2 separate regions of the Lactuca sativa genome follow, and region 2 is linked to region 1. A link is a contact called in public Hi-C data. All regions are on one chromosome and are shown on one strand. The core of a region is the stretch at or near the end of the contact, and the rest is flanking DNA. Distances in the headings are between cores, read along the strand shown.

Region 1 (5,627 bases), core at 1,648-4,147:
GTTCGGGCCTTGGATTTTGGGAATTTATCGTAATTATTTATTAGGGATAATTTGATTATATTCAGTGTGAAGATTCCGGTAGTAGCAGCTCGCGTGTCCGGTTATCTTGGATTGAGGTGAGTTTCCTCACTGTGTTTAACAGGCCGAAGGCACCAATGCCAACCCATAGTTTATTATGATTAGGATGCTAGTTGTCTGTGTGACTCTGCATGTATGTTTTATGATATGTTTACCGGGCGGGGCCCAATGTCGGGTGGGGCCTTGATATGGGCTTATTTAGTCATAGACATCATTCATTATCTTATTAATTATTGTTGATTTTATATCATTTTATGGACAAAAGGTACTTAATTAGCTTAATATTTCAGTTTCAGCAATAAAAGACATGCTTGGATGAAAAAGGAAGAGGATTGAGTGATTGGAAGCTTGGAGATCAAGGATTAAAGGAAGAAGCTAAATAAAAAGAAGAAACTCGACGAGTTTTTAGCATAAACTCGACGAGTTTATTAGAATATTCTAGATTTAAGGATGCCTTGCTGTATACGCTAAACGCGCGAATTATTAAAGAAACTCGTTGAGTTATTCTCAAAAACTCGACGAGTTGGGTCGATTTTTGGAAACTATAAATAGATAACTTATAGGCCCGAACCCTAAATTTTTGTGGAGGCTAGCTACGATTTTTGAAGATCAGAAGGGTTCTTGGAGCTGCTATTTTCGAGATTGCAACCTAAGAAACAATTTCAAAGAGAATCAAAGGCAAATAATCATTCTTCTTTTCTTAATCTTTGTTTTGAACCATGTTTGAATCATTAGATTTTGATTTTAGGTTATTACTTGCTGTAGATATGAGCTAAAAGCTTTTTACTTCTGTTTGGATGAGATAATCTTATGAACATGGTTTGATTGAGTGGTTGAATTGATATTAATTTGGTTATTCATCTTGTTAAGCTTGTTATAGATCCTTATGAATTGATAATAAATGTTTTTAGTTAGCAAATAAGTGATTGAGTTGCATGAATATCTTCTTGATTACTTGATTCATATAGTTTTATGAATATAAGATTGTATGCCTAGGAATAGTGAATATGAAACTAGGGTTAACTATAAAATATGTAAATCAATGTGTGAGCAAAACTAGAGAAAACCCCCCTCTTTTATTAATTGTTTTTAATTAGGTAATACTAGTACTTAATTTGATTGTTACAGTTCCCTGTGTTCGATACCCTACTTGCTTAAACTAAACTACTATCGATAGGTACACTGCCTGCGTGTGTTTGTTTACATTTGAGTTTGTTAGGATTAAAACTAGTTCGTTTTACACACATCAGGCCTGATGATTATATTGTATGTTATTTATCTTTGTGATTCATGCATGTATTTATGTGTTTGTATGTATACCGTGCGGGGACCGATGTCAGGCGGGGTCTGATGACTGACAGATCTGTTCCGAGCGGGGATCGATGTCAGGCGGGGCTCATTATATGGTTATATGTATGGTATGTAGTATTTTGGGTAACTAACTAAGCTTTGTGCTTATGGTTTCTATGGTTATGGTTTCAGGTACTTCTAGTTCGAAAGGGATGAGTCTGACTTGATCGCAGTGCATCCACTCATGTTTCCGCAACCTGATGATTAAGGAAAAACTACTTAGAAATTAACCAAATTACAATGTTTGAATTTGATGTTTATGGTTATGACAATGCACTTTAAATGTAATCTTTATCGAATTTCTTAATAGAAGTTAACGTTGCTGGTACATATAATAACTTATTGTTGCTTTTGGTTTTATATGGCCAATATGAAAAGAGCTATGTGAGCCTTCATGGGGATTGGTACACCGAACAAAATCAATTTATAAAGCTACTAAACAACATGTTTTAATCAATGAGTCGTAAACAAAGATCACGCGGATCATTGATGTTAAAAGTTACTATATTAAAAAATAATCAAATTGCTCTAATATAATTAAATATTTTTATTTAATAAGCTTGGTTCAAAAACTCAAAAAATGAATCTAACTAACATCTTTTTATTAAAATTCCACCTAAAACCACACCTTTTAATATGATATGTATTTAATTTATGTTTTCCCGTTTAACACCAATGATAATCTAGTCATCCCTAATAAATAAAGATATTTTTGCCACATGTCACATTCTCATTTATTTTGTCATATGTAATTTTGTGGTTATTTTAAATTAATTTTTATTCCACATGTCATTTTATGGTTTTTTTTATTTTATTAAATTCCATATAGTATTTAAATACAATAATAAATGCATATCAATTTAATTAATGAACTTTCTTTTTAATTTCAAATTATTAAATTAAAGATTTATTAATTTTCTTTATTTATTTATCTATTTGTTTAAATTTAAAAGAAAAAAATACTTTAATTTTTATAATTCAATATTTTTCACTTTTCGTATAAATTCAACTTATCAAATGTTTAAAATTTTGTATTTACTTTTTTTTAAACAAATTCATATAATACATGAGTCTCACACCTAAGGCTTAAGGGAGTGAAGTGCGGTTTAGGCCGCACTCAATGCCACATAAGCAGGAACACCACCCCCCTCTGCAGTTTAACCGCACCTCTCCCAAAAACTGTTGCAACCCCCTTTATTCTCTCTCTTTATTTATGTGTTTTTCTCTCTCTTCTCTTTTCTGTCACCTCTCTCTTTCTCAATCATGGTTTCCACTAAGTGGGATTGTTGGAGAACCACACTTTATGTGGTAAAAATGATGTGGCTCCTACGTGTCAAGGAGGAAGTGTGGTTCTTGTGGCACCACTCTCTCCATCCTAATATAAAATATACAACATACCAAAAAAAATTATAAATTTATAAAAAAGAGATAGGAAAAAAAAAAGAGTGATCAAGTGACCTATACGTGATGCTAGTTTTGGATACACAAACACCCTTGCTTCACGCACCCCTAAAAGGACCTGACTATTGCTATTGCTATTCTGCTAATGTCATGGTGGAAAAATTTAAACGTTACAATTTGATACATCATCCACGAGCAGTTAACAATCCGATTAGATTTGATTTACGAACCAGATGATCAGAGAAATCAATCACCATTTCAATCGAGTGAAGCCTCGAAAGAGCCCGTGAAATCTCAGATCATCCTGTTATTCGCCGAGCCTCAATTCGGAGAAGGAATCAACAAATGCAGAACCGACGATGAACGTCCCCGGTTGGAAACCCTAGAAGTTTCATCTCGGTTTCTCAAGGTTCGTTTTGTTATCATTATTGAATTTCAAGGGTTTAGGGTTAGGTCTAGGGTTTATATTTCGGTTCCTCAAACGTCGTTTTGCTATCATTATTGTTCCATCGTAAGATCTGTAAGTATCTCAAATTGAAGTTTCATGCGTTTTCTTATTGGTTGGATTCCATGGCTCCGTAATTTCATCCAAGCAATTAACATCCCTGCTCGTGTTCCATGTTAATTGTAGTAGAAGAATCGAAAACGAAAACAAAAAGTCATTGCCGGTGGTGAATCCGGATCATGTCAGAAATCTCAAGGGACATGAATACCTCAGATGATTCAAATATCGGGCCGGACTTATTCCAATACTACATTCGCGGTGTATCAGAGCTGCTCTCCGGAGATGATTTCTCACCTTCTTCTTCTCGATTAGTTGGAACAGAAGCAAATAAGAGCATCGCATCTAACGAGAAAACTTCTCCTGCTGGCCTTGGTTCCTTGTTTTCTAATGCTGTAGGAGATGGGCTCTCAGGTGTTGAGAAAGCAAGATTGATGTCAATGCTACGCCAAAGTGTTGTTACCCTCACAAAGGAAGTAGATGAGGTATGTTATATGTCTCAAATAACTTTCCACCATGGTTTTAATTTGATCTAGATGTTATTGGGCGAGTTTATAACTTTTTCATGAAGTGTTACACCATCACTTGATTGCTTACATAAAATTTGAAAGCAGATGTTGGGCCCTGTTTTTTCAATGCATCGGTTAAGAGCTCTTATGGGACCTACAAAGACCTGTGCAAGATTTCAAGATTCAAACTGTGAAGTTGTGACTGAAAATCATGCACCAAAGAGACTTAAGGTTTCATCTTCTTTGTCTTTGACTTTACACATGTTTTGTTTTACTCTATCACTATTCTATAAGCATTACTAATCAACTATATTGGAAAAAGGAAAAGTTACCGAATTGGTATATTAAGTGGTTGAATCATTAATGAACTTGGGCGTTTGTGGAAACAATTATATTTTCATTTATAGTTTCTTATATCACATTGCCATGTTTGTATCTTAAACTTATCAGTTTTTAGTAGCTAAGATTCCGAATTGTGAGAGTTAAAATTATATCATGAATCACAAAGTTTCCTTTTATTTGTGAAGAGCATAGATCTTTTATCGTATCACGTGGCTAAAGATGAGACAAAATTATTGTTTTAATGACTTATTTGGCCATTATGTGACATTAACTCTATCTTATTTCAATCTTACCAATTCCTCTGTCTGAATATTTTGAAATATACAGGGAACACCAAATGAACAAAAGGGTATGGGTATATCAGATAAGTCCTGTCAGAATAAGGAATGTGCAAAGTTTTCTGAAACGGACAATAATACCCAAAAAAGCAACACTAATGAATCCAAGGTTATTGAAGTTTTTATATTTCACATGTTCTTATCTGATATTTATGGTTATTAGTTGTTAATTTAATCCTTCATTTTTTCAGTCATTGTGTGGTGATTGTTTAAAACAAGCAAATGCCTCTCATGAATACATGAATGAGTCGTTTTTGGGATCAACTTCTAGAGATGATAAAGAAAATGGAGAGGTAGATATTCTGACATTTATTTGTGTATTATAGAATCCTACTTTGATTTGACCCTTTTGCCCCTCTTTCCCCCATTTTCAGGTTAATGATGATTTGCAAGTTCTTCTGGTAAACAGAGGTCCTAAGGTTGTAGAAAAGATGGAGAAACATTCTGCTGAATTATCTGCAATGGTAGAAAAAAAAATTCTGAAGTTCTGATTTTTTATTTTTTACATTTATTTTTGGCTAATTTGATGATGAATTTGTGTTTTTTTACAGCTTGGGTGCATGGAGGATAAACTTGAAGAGCTTCTTGATGTTATCATTTCCAGTTGCAGGTAAATTTTCATTTTTCAGTTTGCCATTGATTTGTTGATGGAGGGCTTTTACGTCTTTTTAAAGAAATGCTGAAAGTAAATGGTCAGCTTATCAAATGCTTATATGTTGATAGATCATATGCTATTCAGTTTATAAGCCAAGGCTGCAAAAGGTGCAAGACCTTAAATTATTAAAAAAATTATTTTATAAAAATTAAATATGACCAATATCTTAACAAAATAAGTAAGGGCAAATTACACGAATGGTCCCTATGGTTTAGGATAATTTGTATGTTTGGTCCCTAACTTATTTTTTTAACTCGGAAGGTCCTTACTGTTTGTTTTTGTTACGCGCTTGGTCCCTATCTTACCTAAAAAGACTATTTTGCCCTTGATTTTTTAATTTATTTAAATAAACACACCTCCAACCCCACCCCCGCCACCTTACCTTACCTACCCCACCATTTTTTCTATTTAAATGGTAGTCTTTTTAGGTAAGACAGGGACCAAGCGCGTAA
Region 2 (5,094 bases), core at 1,818-4,317, 270 kb before region 1:
TATTAAATAAATTATTTATTTTAATAGTGAAAATGCAAATAAATATCTACAATTTACTTTTAACTTATTGATCTGTGAAACAAAAGAGAGTTGACAAATTAACCATGATTTAATTTTGACCTAAAAAATTACACATAATACTTTACCCAATTTATCAAAATTCCAACAATGCCCTTTTGCCACATATAGCAAGCAAACATCATTTAAGTCTCTTTTAAGAATTTTTTTAACATTTAATCATTAAAAAGGGTAGCTAGCAATCATTTAGACATTAGTTGAGACATTGAATCAAGGGCATAACATGATAAGCAGAGCATGGTGGGTGGGGGTGGGGTAGGGTGGGGTAAGGGTAGGGGGTAGGGGACATGAACTAGAAAACTCCAAAGACCAAATAATGGAAGTCAGATGTTGCTAATAATATAATATAAAGAAGAAAAAAGAAATCATATAATTCCAAAGTAGATGAGGACTAGACAAAGGTCCATTTAGATTAAAATACAATATTTGTTTTCAACATATTAATAAAACTATAAAGATTATATTATAAATATAACAAAATACAGAAAAACACAACCTATTTTTTCGGGATTTACAAACTTACATGAATGATGAGAACGGGGCAATCGACGATAGGGATTTTGTCGATGTTCTGAAAAAATGGAAGAAAAGTGATTTAAATGTGATTATTTTTATTATTTAAAAAGAATAAAATGGAATTTTAGAAAAAAAATGTAATCAACCTTATAAATGTCGAACCAATATGTTCGTTTAACGGGGTACATGACTCGTAATCCTGAGAGTATCGGACTATGAAGTATGACTGCTCTTAATCGAGGAAGACGAACTGCTAAATCTAATGTGGGCCCACTTCCAACGGATTGGCCATAAAGGACGATATCGTCTTGTTTTGTTCCATAGCTCTCTTCGAGACACTTATAAACTGCTTCGATATCCGCATATGTGTTATTCTCACTTGGCTGCACCACACAAAAGATACTGCCTTATAAACAACACAGGACAAAACAAAACAGAATAACACATGATTTAACCGAACATGACAAGACAAAACAGAACGGAACATGATTTTGCTAGACAGGAAAAGACAAGACAAGACAGAACATGACTAGACGAACAAGCTTTCTAGCGTTCTTTTTGATGTTGTTGATAAGAATGGTATTTACGTCTTTTGCACATATGTGATCAATAGCAAGTCTCTGTCGCACCTTGTTTTATATTTGTGGGTGGGACAAAAGATTGCAATTTTTTGTCTCTTTGCTTTAATCCAAATACAGTACAAGGTTGTCTGTCATATCATGTCATGTCCTAGATAACAAACAAGCCTAAAGGGTGTTTGGATATATGTTTTGAAAATTATTATTGCAATTTGAATAATCAGAATTATATGATTACTCGATTTAAAGCTAAGAATAGGTAAATAATTTTACATTTATCTTTGATAAACAATTTTCTCAAATCAACTTCTTTTGGTTGTTTTAACTATAATATTTTTATCCAAACACTCAAAATTGATTATTGCAACATTAGATTAAACACGCATCCAAACACCTCCTAATTTTTTTTTTAAAACATTTTGGCTATGAATTTTCCAAATTTACTCACCTTCCCCGAAGATTGTCCGTATCCTGAGTAATCATACCTGCAAAAATTACATTCTTTTAATGTATCTCCATGTTGATCACCTAGTAAATGCTTCAATCAAAACTAGAAATTTTAGGAAAGATGTAGAAAATGAGATAAATATCACACAAATGTTTTTTGGTGAATATTTCCATTGTATTTTGACTATTTTCAATATCATGAATCATAAATCATAAGTGAGTTTTAGTAACCGATTTTTAATGATGTCATTTACTCCTGATCAAGTGATTAAGATTGTGAACAAGATAATGTTGAAGGATGATTCTAGCGTGCAGTTTATGATTAACAACAAAGTAGAATAAAATGGAATTGCAAAAAAGTATGTTTTTGCAAGAAGGATTTAGAAAAAAGTAACTTGATAACAACTTAAATCAAATGAAAAGTATAATCTACAGTAGAAATGCACTGAATATAACTCAAGATTTAATGGAAAGGTAGAAATTGGATTAGTACTTTACATTTTTTTAATGATTTGATCTCAAATTGAAAGAACCCTAGAAGACACAAACAATAATCCGATCAAAAATCGAAAGAATACTAGAGGAGACAATCATCAAAACAGATATCTTTGACATAAACAGAACACAAGAAGCAAATCACCATGAGATCTAGGAATGCAAATAACTTCTTAATCACTAAATTGAATGTGTAATTCGAAGTGATTAGGGTTTAGTAATGAATAAAACAGTGCTTGACAGCGACGAATGTGTATCCAAATCTGGAAATTGAGAAATGGAGAAAACGTAGAGAGAGTAAAATTAAGGGGTTTTGAGATAGAAAAGCGTACCCCATGAGATTTACTCTTAACCGAATACTGAGTTCGATGAAGAGCTCATACATCTGACCTAGATCGGCGGCGTTACCATGAGAATACAGAACAGTTGAAGTAGCCATAGGGTGTCTCACGTACACAGCAGCGATCTCCGATCCTCGACGAGTGGTTAGTTTAAGAACTTCGACGTTTTCCCGGTGAGGAAAAGGACTGAGAAGGAGTAAACCAGTGAGGTCGTCTTTAACTAGCTTATACGAAGGTGGATTGGGCGGGAAAAATGCGAATTTCGCCGCCATGGATGAGGTCATCCCGCCCATATTGATCTATCTCTTTCCGTTACACAAGTGTTTGTGTGGTGTAAGAAGTTAGTTGTTGATCGATGAAGAAGATGAAGTGATGAGATTGAATAATGGTGGTGGCAGACTGTAATGTTCCCCGGAAATCATCGGAGAAAAGGGGAAAACTGCGATTATTTTATTGAATTGCGGTGAGGAAGAGAATGATATTTGAGGGAGCTTTTGAGGTGGACGGCTGTTGGGATGGGAGCCGAGGCCATGAAAGGGGGTGGGAGTGGGGCACCCTTTGCTCTCTGCGCATGGATGCTATCACCTTCTTTTTCCATATTTAAATAAAATTCAATTTTTCTCTTATTAAATTTGAATCCAATCTCCCTCACTTTTTACTCTATCCGTTTTTATTCAAATTATATAAAAGAATCAAAGCACTTTATCATTATTTATAGCATCCACAATTATTCATCTTTTCCGTTAAGTTTTTTTTGTGAGACTTAAATGTCAACTTAATAATTCATAAAATTTTAATATATAATATCATTATAGTATAGCCTTGTAAAGTTTTCATTTTTGTTTTCAAATTTCCATAGTGTTTTTCTTTTAAGATATGAAGTCCTCTTTACTTGTTAAATAGGGAAATCACCAAACTATTAACCGGTTTTTATGTGCTTAAACATATTTGGCATAGCTTACGTGGAGCCACAAGGTCCATGTCACTTCCGCCTTCTTACTAGGGGTGTTCGTTTGGATAGATCGGTTTCATCCGATCCAATCAAGTGAATTGTAACAGCCCGGAATCTCAGGTATTGTTAAATTATGTTTTTGGGGTAAGTTAAGAGGGGACTCGGCGAGTTGGAGCCAAGACTAGCCGAGTAGGTTCGCAGATTTGGTCGCGGGTTCGCGACTGGACTCGACGAGTCCGATATGGACTCGACGAGTCTACGCGGTTTAGCGAAAACCCTAACCGTTCAGGTTTGGGTCGTATATAATGCACTTATAGGCCGTCATTTTCCGTCTTTAGTCGACTGAGAAGAACCCTAAACGGCTGTGGGCATCTAGAGCAAGACTGAAGGATATTAGGGCTTTGAAGAAATTGTTGTGCAAGGAGGAGAAGAGTTTTGGGCTAAAGGAACAGCAAGGGATTCGAGTTCTGCGGTTTGGGGACACAGAGAGTGCATATTTCAGGTAATATTTCGGATTCCTTCTGTTATGTTGATGTGTGCATGGATTTAGGGTTTATGGAACCCATTTGGTGATTAGATAAATTAGTACCTTGTTATCCAACGACTATAACCCTGTATTAGGACCTTTAGAGGTCCAGTAGGTCCCATGCTTGTGTATTTCGGGACGAAACTTATCTCAGGAAGCAGTTTGATCGACTGCATGGCATGGACTCGCCGAGTCCGATGAACAGACTCGGCGAGTAGCTTGGAGATTGAGTGGAACTCGTCGAGCTGTTCTTCAGACTCGGCGAGTGGAGTCGGGGTGGCCCCGCGATTCTTCCAGGAGTAACTCGTCGGGTCAAGGAGGATACTCGACGAGTATATAGGGACTCTCAGAGAGTTGGAGAACGTCTAGACTCGCCGAGTCGCCATGGCACTCGCCGAGTCCGGTCGAGTTGACTGTTGACCGTTGACCAGAGTTGACCTAAGTCTGACTTCTTAGGGATAGTCACACTTAGAAGATATAAGTGTTAATGAGAGATATGTGATGTTATAGGGAGGTTGTAGCTCGTCGGATTGTGCACGAGTGACTTCAGGATTTGCTAGCTTTCAGCATTTACGAGGTGAGTCTTCTCACTATACTGTACCCGGAAGGGTTTGACTGTGTGACCGGAAGGTCGGATATGATATGTGATATGTATGCTATATGTGGTAAGTTATTTGTTATATGTGTGCTATGTATGTCATGGGCCGGAAGGCGATTATATTATGGGCCGAAAGGCGATATGTTGTGTGATGGACCGGAAGGTCGGCGTGGGTAGGACCGGAAGGTTTACCCAGCAGGGACGGAAGTCCCCTGAGACACATGGACCGGAAGGTCAGGGCCTGGAAAGGCGTATGTGCGTAAGTTGTATATTGGGGAACTCACTAAGCATTTATGCTTACAGTTGTTATGTATGTGTTTCAGGTACTAGCGAGGACCGTGGGAAGGCGCCGGCATGATCGATACACACTGAAGAATGCTTTTATGATCTTGGGATTTTGACTATTTGTACTTGACAGAATATTTAAACTATTTATGCCTTGTCTTGAATGGAAATACCTTATTTTTAAAATGAAAAATTTGTTTGAAAATTTGCGTTGTTACAATTGGTATCAGAGCCTTGGTTTGAGGGATTCGGGTGCACCTTCGGGAGTAACTGAACTC

What was found. A called contact is a pair of places that touch in the nucleus more often than the background predicts.
Region 2: a contact with region 1 is called in a Hi-C map of seed, with 6 times the contacts expected there. The contact joins the promoter of LOC111904745 here to the promoter of LOC111904744 in region 1. A contact is called at or near these places in 2 of 4 Hi-C or Micro-C datasets (leaf and seed).

Annotation. Positions count from the first base shown.
Region 1 is chr3:201,396,310-201,401,936 of Lsat_Salinas_v11, reverse strand. LOC111904744 reads left to right here and starts at 2,897. Exons shown (of 9, transcript XM_052769468.1): 1 at 2,897-3,238; 2 at 3,461-3,816; 3 at 3,946-4,071; 4 at 4,510-4,629; 5 at 4,712-4,813; 6 at 4,895-4,984; 7 at 5,072-5,130. The coding sequence starts at 3,514.
Region 2 is chr3:201,669,251-201,674,344 of Lsat_Salinas_v11, reverse strand. It overlaps LOC111904745, which reads right to left and starts at 3,067. Exons shown (of 5, transcript XM_023900474.3): 1 at 2,447-3,067; 2 at 1,621-1,657; 3 at 741-977; 4 at 602-649. The coding sequence starts at 2,748.